Regions from separate parts of the Ovis aries genome. Here region 2 is linked to region 1. A link is a contact called in public Hi-C data. All regions are on one chromosome and are shown on one strand. Each heading gives the region's core, a stretch centred on a gene start, on an enhancer-like site or on the middle of the called end of the contact. The rest is flanking DNA. Distances are from core to core; before and after follow the strand shown.

What was found. Hi-C and Micro-C count contacts between places; a contact is called where the count stands out from the background.
Region 2: a contact with region 1 is called in a Hi-C map of skin fibroblasts, with 2.3 times the contacts expected there. The contact joins the enhancer-like site here to the promoter of TNRC6B in region 1. A contact is called at or near these places in 3 of 16 Hi-C or Micro-C datasets (omental adipose tissue, skin fibroblasts and tail adipose tissue).

Annotation. Positions count from the first base shown.
Region 1 is chr3:217,221,596-217,226,688 of ARS-UI_Ramb_v3.0, forward strand. It overlaps TNRC6B (trinucleotide repeat containing adaptor 6B), which reads left to right and starts at 2,861. Exons shown (of 25, transcript XM_060413567.1): 1 at 2,861-3,103.
Region 2 is chr3:217,461,116-217,466,208 of ARS-UI_Ramb_v3.0, forward strand. It overlaps TNRC6B (trinucleotide repeat containing adaptor 6B), which reads left to right. Exons shown (of 25, transcript XM_060413567.1): 18 at 379-513; 19 at 2,812-2,988; 20 at 4,300-4,446; 21 at 4,699-4,794. Among named protein-coding and RNA genes, the nearest start is that of ADSL, 29 kb to the right of the region's middle. Within about 2 kb of position 2,301, at least 13 of the 54 cell types and tissues checked have an H3K27ac peak or open chromatin away from gene starts, as enhancers often do.

The DNA.
Region 1 (5,093 bases), core at 1,611-4,110:
ATTTGCTTTCAAGGAACTTAAAGCTGAGTTGTTACTTAGTCGCTAAGTTGTGTCTGATTCTTTTTCAACCCCACAGACTGTAGCACACCAGGCTCCTCTGTTCATGGGATTTCCCAGGCCAGAATATTGGAATGGGTTGCCATTTCCTTCTCTAGGGGATTTTCCTGATCCAGGAATCATATCCACATTCCCAATAACAGCAGGAGAATTCTTTACCACTGAGCCACCAGGGAGCCATGAAATTAAAAGGAGCAAGCGTCTTTTTGCTTGCTCCTTTTAATTTCATGGAAGGAAAGCTATGACAAAATTAGACAGCATGTTACAAAGCAGAGACATCACTTTGCTAACAAATGTCTGCATAGTCAAAGCTATGGTTTTCCCAGTAGTATGTATGGATGTGACAGTTGGACTATAAAGAAGGTTGAGTGCCAAAGAATTGATGCCTTCGAATTGTAGTGCTGGAGAAGATTCTTGAAAGTCCCTTGGACAGCAAGGAGATCAAACCAGTCAATCTTAAAGAAAATCAACCCCAAATATTCACTGGAAGGACTGATGCTAAAGCTCCAATACTTTGGCCACCTGATGCAGAGAGCAGACTTGGAAAAGACCCTGATGCTGGGAAAGATTGAGGGCAAAAGAAGAGGGTGGCAGAGGATGAGATGGTTAGATAGCATGTCAACTCAATGGACATGAATTTGACCAAACTTTGGGAGATAGTGGAGGACAGGAGCCTGGCATGCTGTAGTATGCAGGGTCTCAGAGTCGGACCTGACTTAGCGACTGAACAACAACAAAAAAGCTCAGCTGCGGAGACAGATGTGTCTAACAATTAATTATAAAATCAAGTGCTAGTTTAAGGGTTAAAATAAGAGTTTCAAACAATCAACCATGAAGATAAGGAAGGTTTTGGACCCTGACCATTTCTCACTCATTTTGTTTTATGGTTCAGAATTATTCTCACATTGGAATGCTAGTGTGGGGTATGTGCATATAATTTTAAGGATTCAGGTTCCTAGGACCTTTCTTAGACCTCGACTCATGATTTTTCTTCTGTCCTGCTGGCAGTTGCCCTGGGAATACCTGCCATTTAATGTTAATTGATGTTTGTGAAACACTTATCTTCCTCTGCTGAAAAGCTATAAGTGTTGAGCACTATTTCTGTGTTACAGTAGTTGTTTTATTATTAAAGCAGTGCCAGTGTGGTTACACAACAGCTTGGATCAGGAGATGAAACAAGGGCAGTGATCCTACTGAAGCTACGGGGATGGGGATTTGGGATGGTAAAATGTTAATTACCCGAGATGGAATGTGGGCCCGAGTCCAGCACTGTGCTCCTGAAGATCATTTCAGTACCAGAGCCTGGGGCTGGTTCTCTGGCACTGAGTCCTAAGCATTCTGCCCTCCCCTGGCTGGAATGTTGGATTCACTTTGCTGAAAGCTGCCACAGGAAAGAATTCAATGGCCAGGAGCCAGAAACACACCTCTTGCACAGCATCAGGGGCTACTCTGGAAGCTTTCCAGAAAGGGCTGTTCTATTTGCATACAGTAAATTATTCCTAAACCGATTTATTCTCTTTCCCTCTTTGGATGCTCTCCTTGTTTCTGGCTCTTCAAGATTCTCTCAGAAAAGAGTGAGCTGGAGATGGATGGGTGGGAGTTGGGAAGGTAGGCTTGAAACAGAAGGCTGGTAGAAGTATTCATTTATTTACAAAGTGGAGAAAATGACCATAAAGGTAAATGGGCTTCCGGTCAGGAAACACCAAGACTGTTTCGTTTAGGGTGGGAGGAATGCGTGCTGGAGAAGATACAGTGGAGGCAATGATAACCTATCCATAGCTTTAGTCCCCAACAGTGTCACCTCCAGAAACTGAGGACCTTAGGCTCTGAATGAAACCTTTTGAAGATGCAGGGTTGGCTGACAGGAACGATTCTAGACTAAGGGAGACACTAAAGTACAGTGAAAAGAGCTTAGGCTTTGGAGTCAGATCTGGGACCAAATGTTGGTCTACGAACTATTTTCTATCTAGGTGACCTTGGGCAAATATCCTAACCACTCTGGAGCTTTAGTGTCTCGTCTGTAAAATTTAGAGAACCTATAACTCACAGCTTTAATCGATAGTCCTTGTAAAGAACTCTGCACAGTTGGCACAAAGTGGGCACGCAAGCGGTACGCAAGCGGGTAATCGTTATTTCCAACTACAGGCCAAATGAACAGTCATCCAAACGGCCTAGCAAACAATTAACAGTGCGAAGCTGACCGACGCGCCTATCTGCCCAATAAGGTACCAGGAAAGAACTTGGTGGAGACAAACCAATGGCATTAGCCCTTGTTGTTGGACGGGCTTTCTTGCCGTTCCACCAATAGTTTGAAGATTTGACTAACGAGTGACATGCTGACAGTCCAATGACTCACAACCAGCCCACACTCAGCACTTCTGAGGGGATAAATCAAGGAGCCGGGACGTATAGATTCCGTTATTAGGCAGTACTGGATGAAGAGAGGAGCTTAGGGGGAACAGCGCGAGGGCGAGGCACTAATGAACTAATAAAAGGAAAAAGACGATGGTTGCGCCAACTGAGCTCGGCCGCCATCATGCTCTAGTTTCCCCTTCGCTTCTCCGCGTCCGCGACCGAGGAAGCGGCCTCTGGGATGCTGAGGGGGTGTGTCCCCGAATGATTGGCGCAGGCAGCTCAGCCAATCCTAGCTCGTCAAACGGAACGCATTTGACCAATGAGGGGCGACGGCTGCGGCGAGGCATTGGAGGGGCGGAACGGCAGCTTGACGGGCACAAAAGCCAGCCAGTGAGGGCCGGCAGCATCCTCCCTGCGGCCAATGGAGTGGGGCTCTGGGCGGGGCCCCGAGTGTTTGTGTTGTGGTTTTGGGGGAGGGAGGCGGAGGGGAAAGTTTGTTTATTTTGTTTTTAGTTTCTGGGGTCCCCGTGTTTCTCGGAGGTGAAGCGGGAGGGATTGACCCCCTCCCCCGAGCCTCTCAGTCCCCCTACTACGTCGCCTCCATAGCCTGCGAAGGAGCGGGGACCGCGCGCATCGCAGCGCATCGCCTCACAGCGGAACGCCGCGCACTCGGAGCCGGCACGGCTCGGCGGTGAGTGAGGACCGACGGCCACCGCCGCCCTTCCCCTCCCCCTGCTCACCGCCCAGTCAGAGCCGGGCGGCCGGGTGGGCGAGGACGTCCGCGGGAGCGCGCGGCGCGGGGCCGGCCTGTCAAGCTGAGGTGCAGCGTGTGCGTGTCCTCGCGAGTGAGCGCGCGCGGCGGGGAGAGGGCCGGGAGGGGCGTGAGCGCGCGCGGGGCCGGCGGGGGCGGCGGCGTTGGGCGCGCGCTCCGCGGGGCGGGCGTCTGGTGGGTTTGACCCCCGGGCGGGGAGGGACGCTGGCGAGGTCCGCGCTCGGGGCAGGGGCGCCCGGAATGGCCGGGTCGGGGCGGGCGGGCGCACGCGGCGGCGGCGGGCGTCACGCGCCGGCAGGTGTGAGCTGGGGGAGGGCTTCCGGGTGGGCCGGTCAAGTCGAGTTCGCTTCCCGTCGCCGGGGCACCTCGAGGCCGGGAGGGGTCCCCATCGCGGCGGAGAGCCGAGGCCCACGGAGGCGCGTCGGGGCCCCTTGCGCGTCAGGCCTCGGAGCCTCCCTGTCCCCACCTGTGTGCAGGACCTGCGTGACAGAGTGAATGCGCTCCCCTGCCCAACCCTGGCCGGGGGTCCCAACTCCACCCCTCACCCCGGAGCCCTGCCTGTGTGGCCTCCTAAGAGTCGATTAACTCTTCCCCAGGGAACGGAGGGCGAGGAGACTATCATCGGACGACCAGCCAAAAGTGTTTTCTGCCATTCCCTGGTCCTGCGCCCTTGGTTTCAAACTAGTGGGTTTCCACAGTGGGCTGAAATGGACTATGTAGTGGCTGAAGACACCCAATAATGGTAGCCTCTTGTCAGTGACCTTAAGGCCCAGCCCATCCTCGGTTCTTTGAACACCAGGAGTTAGTCTAGGTCTTTTCAGGCTCCCTGCTTTTTCACGTATCTGCCGGCTGCACTATTACTTTTTAGCCTCGGTGCTAAAGGTTGAAGCCAGGCATAAGGTGAATTCAAGTTGGCGATTTGCTTACAGTATAGGCAAAATATAGAACAAAATTAGCCAGAGATGTTTCTCCATAGTCAGTGAATAAAACGTTGTTAATTACTGTTCCCCTCCCCCAGTAGTTAAGCACACAGAAATAAGATATATAGAAATCTTACATTTTAGCATTTTGTGCAAGTTTAACAATAGCGGCTGTTTTCTTCCTAGTTGTGGGGAATTTCAATGGGATGATAGTTTCCTAATGATTCGGGTGGCTTTGGCACTATGTTTAGCTTTTGGTAGTGTTACGTAAATGGCTCTTAAAAAGCAGAACTTTCAGCACGTTGACACCTCTACCGTGTGCGTTGTCTCACTAGATAGGTAGTAGAAGAGTCGTGAATGTAGTAGGTCCATACACTAAGGCAAGTATCCAGAACACGAATCAGACTGGTTTGTTCCACTTAGAATACAGTGATGATGTGATGCCTTTAAAATAATTTTTTAGTTCTTGACTCTTTTTAAGTGTTTGTCCCAAACATTTGAGCAGAAGAGTTTCTGATGGGACTAAAGGAGAAGAAATTCCCAAGCGGCTTTTCTAAGGTAGCACATAAATGTCATGCCCTTTGGGAGGTGGATTGGGAAATATTTTTGTCCTCATTCAAATGGAAGCACTTAAAAATCTTTTAAATCAGAACAGTGCCATTTGTTCAAATGGTAATGATAACGTTAGCTAACTTTTTTTTTGGTGTGCTTTGCCTATGCCAACCTGCTTATATTTTTTACCTAGTACTTACCTCAAGCCTGTGAGGTCGGTATCATTACTGTTTTATGGATGGGAAAAACAGCCTCCAAAAGCCATAGAGCTAGGAATTAAAGGGCATCGGTTTAGTCTTCAGTCTGATTTCAAACACTATGTATGTTCCATTTTGCACCCCCTCCCAAATTATCCAGAGGAAGAAATTCAGAAAGGACACTGAGAAGCAGAAAGGGATAGGAAAAGGAAATGTGACTGATGATAAGGTTCTTCATAT
Region 2 (5,093 bases), core at 1,051-3,550, 240 kb after region 1:
AGGGCAGCTGTTGCACCATGTTGGTTTGTAGTGTGGACATCTATCTCAGCTGGAGAACTGCTGGTCCCACACTCCGTTTGATACAAACCTGAGCTAAATAGATAACGTGAGTGCACATGTGCCCTGAGATGTTCATTAGATGACATCATACGTGTTTTCATACCTGAACAGAGTTGTCCCTTTTGTAGCAGGCAGGAGCCCAGACCAACATTTCGAATCAAAACACCTGTTTCTAAGGGAAGAAAACTTCATGTGAATTGGTCTTTTAGTGACGAATGAAGCCATTTATGGGTTCTGCCTCAGATCTCTTGGTTATTGATACTAGAAACTGATTTTTTTTTTTAAAAAAAAGACCTAAAATGTGCTTCTCCATTTCAGGCTTCAGCTCCGGCGGCATGGACTACGGCATGGTTGGTGGGAAGGAGGCTGGAACAGAGTCTCGCTTTAAACAGTGGACCTCCATGATGGAGGTGCCCTCTGTAGCCACACAGGAAGCCAATATGCACAAAAATGGTAAGACACACAGAGCCTCGTGACCCGAAGCTCTTTTGATCCTCAGAAGCCCTGACACACGGTCCTATAAGCTTGTTCTGAAGCACAGATCTTCAGCTTTTTCTTAAACAGTCTTGATTGCATCCCCCACCCCCACCCCTGCCATGATCACCTATGAGAGCAAGATTGGGGTTATGTGTATTTCAAACTGTAAGAAACTTAAAGTGCTAGTTGTACTTAAGGAAAGAAAAATTTCCCACCTGCGGTAGGATCAAGAGCAGTAGCAGTGAACTTGAGCTCCCCTTAGGGTAAAACCCTAATAAATTGCTTGAGAGAACAGAATCTGTTTTCGGAGCTGCGAGAGAGATCACAGTAAATATGTATCATGTTGACTGTTTCAACTCTTTGATCTCTGAAGATGACTAATCGATCAGCACATGAGGTCTGGACTTTGCACCAACCTTTCTTGTTCTTTATGAATTGCAGTGTCTGCAAGACAGCAGTTGAAGGTCTTGCAGGCTTTGGTCGTGAAAGTGGGTCAGCTCTTCATCTCTCTCAATTCTGTGTAAGAGCATCTCCATTTCCCTGTGAAATGGATAAAAGGTCTTGGGGCCTTCCTGCAGCCTTTGCGTCAGTGTTTGTTTCACTTGTCAGTAATTTACTTGGACTCATCTGTATCCATGAGAACCAAGTGTAAATAGGTGTCAGAGTGGCTCCTGCAGCAGCTTCCTGGAGCCTTAGCCCCATTAGCTTGGAGCCTTTCAGGGTTCTTTTCTAAACCTGCTCTTCCACATGCACTTCTGGAGGCTGGTGAAGTGGCCCCATGGAGCTGTCTGCCTGCTATCCCTAAGTATCATCATTTGATTTCATATTACAGAATCAGGAATGGTTTATTGAAATGTCCAGTCTGTTTCTGAACTGAATAATCCAAGCTCTGCATCTCTAGCATTGGACCCTCTGGCTGCTTCCTTAGGCTTATGATTCATCAGGACCCTTGTTCCCAAAGACATGATAGGTGTGTGATTATAAATGCACATGAGAAGTGGTCTTGAAGGTAAAATACTCGCTTGCCATTTGAGAACTTACAGGTCACGTTTTCCCCATTTCCTGAGCCAATCCCCAAGGTAACTGAGCTTTTCGTTTTCTGCTTCTTCACTGTAACGTGCCTTTGAGTCAGATTCCTACCAGTGGCTCCAGAAAAGCAGATGAGTCCTTAGTGGAGCATGGAGATGGTTTTCAGAATACTTGTGCTAGGCCAAACCAAGCAGATTACTTTAATCAATAACAAACAGAAAAAGTTTTTGGGGTGGGTTTTTTTTTTTTTGGTCATGCCATGTAGAATTCAGGATCTCAGTTCCCCAACCCAGGGGTTGAACTCATGCCCCCTGCAGTGGAAGCACAGGGTCTTAACCACTGAACCTTTTAATACCTTACCCTGGAAGTAATTTTATCTGTTGATAAGCTGCATCCTTAGAATACATCAGGCAACACAGTATGGCATGTAAACTTCATTCGAGAAACAAGTAGAATGTTACCTCACAGAGGCCACAGTTTTCATTTAAAGCTCATTTTTTATTAGTTTAAGGGGATTGCTAAGCTTTTAATTATTTTTTCTTGCCTCCCAGCACATAAGATGCATAAGGGGGACACCAACAAAACCCCTGAAATGCTCTGAGGAGAGCAGTTTTACAAAGGATTTGCTGTTCTTCGTGTGTGGGGCCCAGGAGCTCAGCGCTGCAGAGTTCATGGCTGGTCTTGTGCTGGCAGAGACCGTTGGCAGGAACGCCGGCTCACTGCTCTGGAATTTAAAGCAATTGCAGATGCTTTTCTCTCCAGCAAGCTCCCTCTGTTTACTCTGCTTCTTCCACTAAGCTAGGCCTGATCGGCACTTAAGGACTTGAGTGGGTTGGTGTCCGTAGAAATGTAGTTAAAAACCCTTTTATGTGCTGCAGATTGTTTAGTGTTTTTCCCACTCCTCATTCTTGAGTCATTAGTGTAAAGGTGGTGGGGATGATGGTGTGATTCATAGTCTATGAAAGTTTCTCAAGTTAATTTCGTAAGACCGTGGAGTTTTAAACTGAAAGGGGCACTCAGAAATGAGAGCAGTGCTGTGTGCAGCAGTGCAGACTGAGAAGCCAGGAAGGTGAGACGGATTGTCGTGGCCATCCTGCTTCCTAATGACGCACTGCCTCTCACGTGTGAACACCTCGTTCCAGGACCAGATCCTGGAGACTGTGAGTTCCTCTGAATGAAAGCTCAGCAAGTTCTGTTCATAGGAGTCCTTTCTGCTGTGAACTTATCACCTCTCTTTTTTCTCAGTCGCTATCGTGGCCCCTGGTAAGACCCGAGGAGGGTCACCGTACAACCAGTTTGACATCATCCCAGGTGACACACTGGGTGGCCATACGGGTCCTGCTGGTGATAGCTGGTTACCTGCCAAATCTCCACCAACAAATAAAATCGGAAGTAAATCTAGCAATGCCAGTTGGCCTCCAGGTACTACCGTCCAGAAAATGGTCGTTTTGTGTTTGGGGTGTCATTTGTTTTGTAATTGTTAATTTCAGGTTCTGAACAGATTGCTTTTTGCCACCCACGTTGATTTTTTTCATCTAGTTAATTTTTTCTGCGTTTCTTTGGAAAGATAGCAGATTTTCATGGGGTGGGGAGAGGTGGTCTTCGATCTGTAGAGTTCAGTCAGGAAGATAGGGTGGATGCTGATCACCTGCAAGACAGGTTACTGAGTGGTAGATACAGCATGGGCACAGACGGGTCAAAGGGAGTTAGGGGAGTGCAGTCTGAGGATGCAAGAAGGGGACTTTGGAGCCAGGACTTGGCATTCATCTGTGCAAAGGATGCCTTGTAACCTGACTTCTTCTGAAATGTCCAGTGAATTGATTCGTTTTTCATTCACCAAGTATTTATTACCAGATTCTAGGGATGTAGACTTGTAGAGCAGTGAGAGTATTTGCTGTTTTTCCTCTTTTATTCTGATACATGTAATCTATTTTCATTGTAGAAAAGTTTGAAATTTTTACTAAACCAAAAATAAAAATGAGTTTTAGTCTGTGTCCTTAACCTTTTTCTATATACTATTATTTGTGCTATGAATACATATAGTCTCTATTAATGCATATTATTCATGTATACTACATACCGTTCTTCCTCATGATTTGGAATATAAAAGTTTATTCTGTCATATGATTTAAATATATAAAGATATATATGATATATAAAATATGATATAAAGCTTTAAATATGATGTAAAGAAATTGTAAACACATATATTCTAGGCCTTCTGATGATAAGCCAAATGATTCCTGTTGGTTTTCCCTGGTCATTCCAGGAGTAGCAATCATCTGTGTTTTCTTTTGTGCATCTGAGCCAGTTTCCCGGTGAGATAAAGCAGAAGTATCTCCTCTCCAGCTCAGATACTCTCCCAGTTTTCACCTTGATGTCCCCACAGTTGTCCTGAGCACCACACTATTCAGGCCTGCCTCCCTGCCCTCAGGCCTGAATTGGCCTGGGAGCCGGGAGGGCAGGAGCAGGGTCTTCCCCAGACCCTCACTCTCGCTGGCATCAAGTTCACAGGCACAGAGGGGAAGTAGGTGAGCGTGTGGTGGCAGCACAGGAGAGCTGCTGGCAAAGCATGTGTTCAGGCTGGCTTTTTTTTTTTAATGATGAAAATCTGAGCTAAAATAGCTTCAGAATTTAGACTTTTCTTAGACCGATTTGTTGTATCAAAAAATTACTTGACCATATTTTGAACAACTTCTTACCTCAATCTAATATTTGTTCTCCTTGTCTCAGAATTCCAACCAGGAGTGCCATGGAAAGGTATCCAAAACATTGACCCTGAATCTGACCCCTATGTCACTCCAGGAAGTGTGCTGGGGGGTACAGCCACATCTCCCATTGTAGATACTGACCACCAACTTCTGCGGGATAACACCACAGGTAAATAAGTAAAACCCCTCATGTTTATCCAGCACCAGTTTTCCTGTTCGGCAGTCTCTGGCTTCATTTGCATTCTCTGGTGTCTAGTAATTACACCAGGAAATGCAAGACTAGGTAGCTTTGTTTTTCACGTTTATTTTTTAGATTATCCTTCCTTTTATCGAAGGTCAAATAAAATACTTCAAGATTTGACTAGTTCCACTGATATTTATCTGCAGTTTTTTCATCTCGTTCTTCATTTGTCATCTTAAGGGTCTAATTCTTCCCTCAACACCTCGCTGCCTTCACCTGGTGCCTGGCCCTACAGTGCCTCTGACAACTCCTTTACCAACGTTCATAGCACTTCAGGTAGGCATGTGACTCATTTCTTCCCCTCTGGCTAGCACTTTCCTATCAGGTTGCATTGTACAAAGGAAATTGGTGTTTATTTCTTAAGGAATAAATTATAGCAGCTGAACAACACAGGTCAGCGTGGATGGAGAGACGTCTCTCATATAGGCCGCATCCCTGGGGAACTTGCAGGCTCACAGAGGCAGGATGAGACAAATACCATTTAGGACCAAGGCAGATGGTGACATCATTGCGAGGAGCTGTGGGTGTTGTGAGGACAGAGGTTATATCCTGATGACACAAGTGCTTTTCTTTTA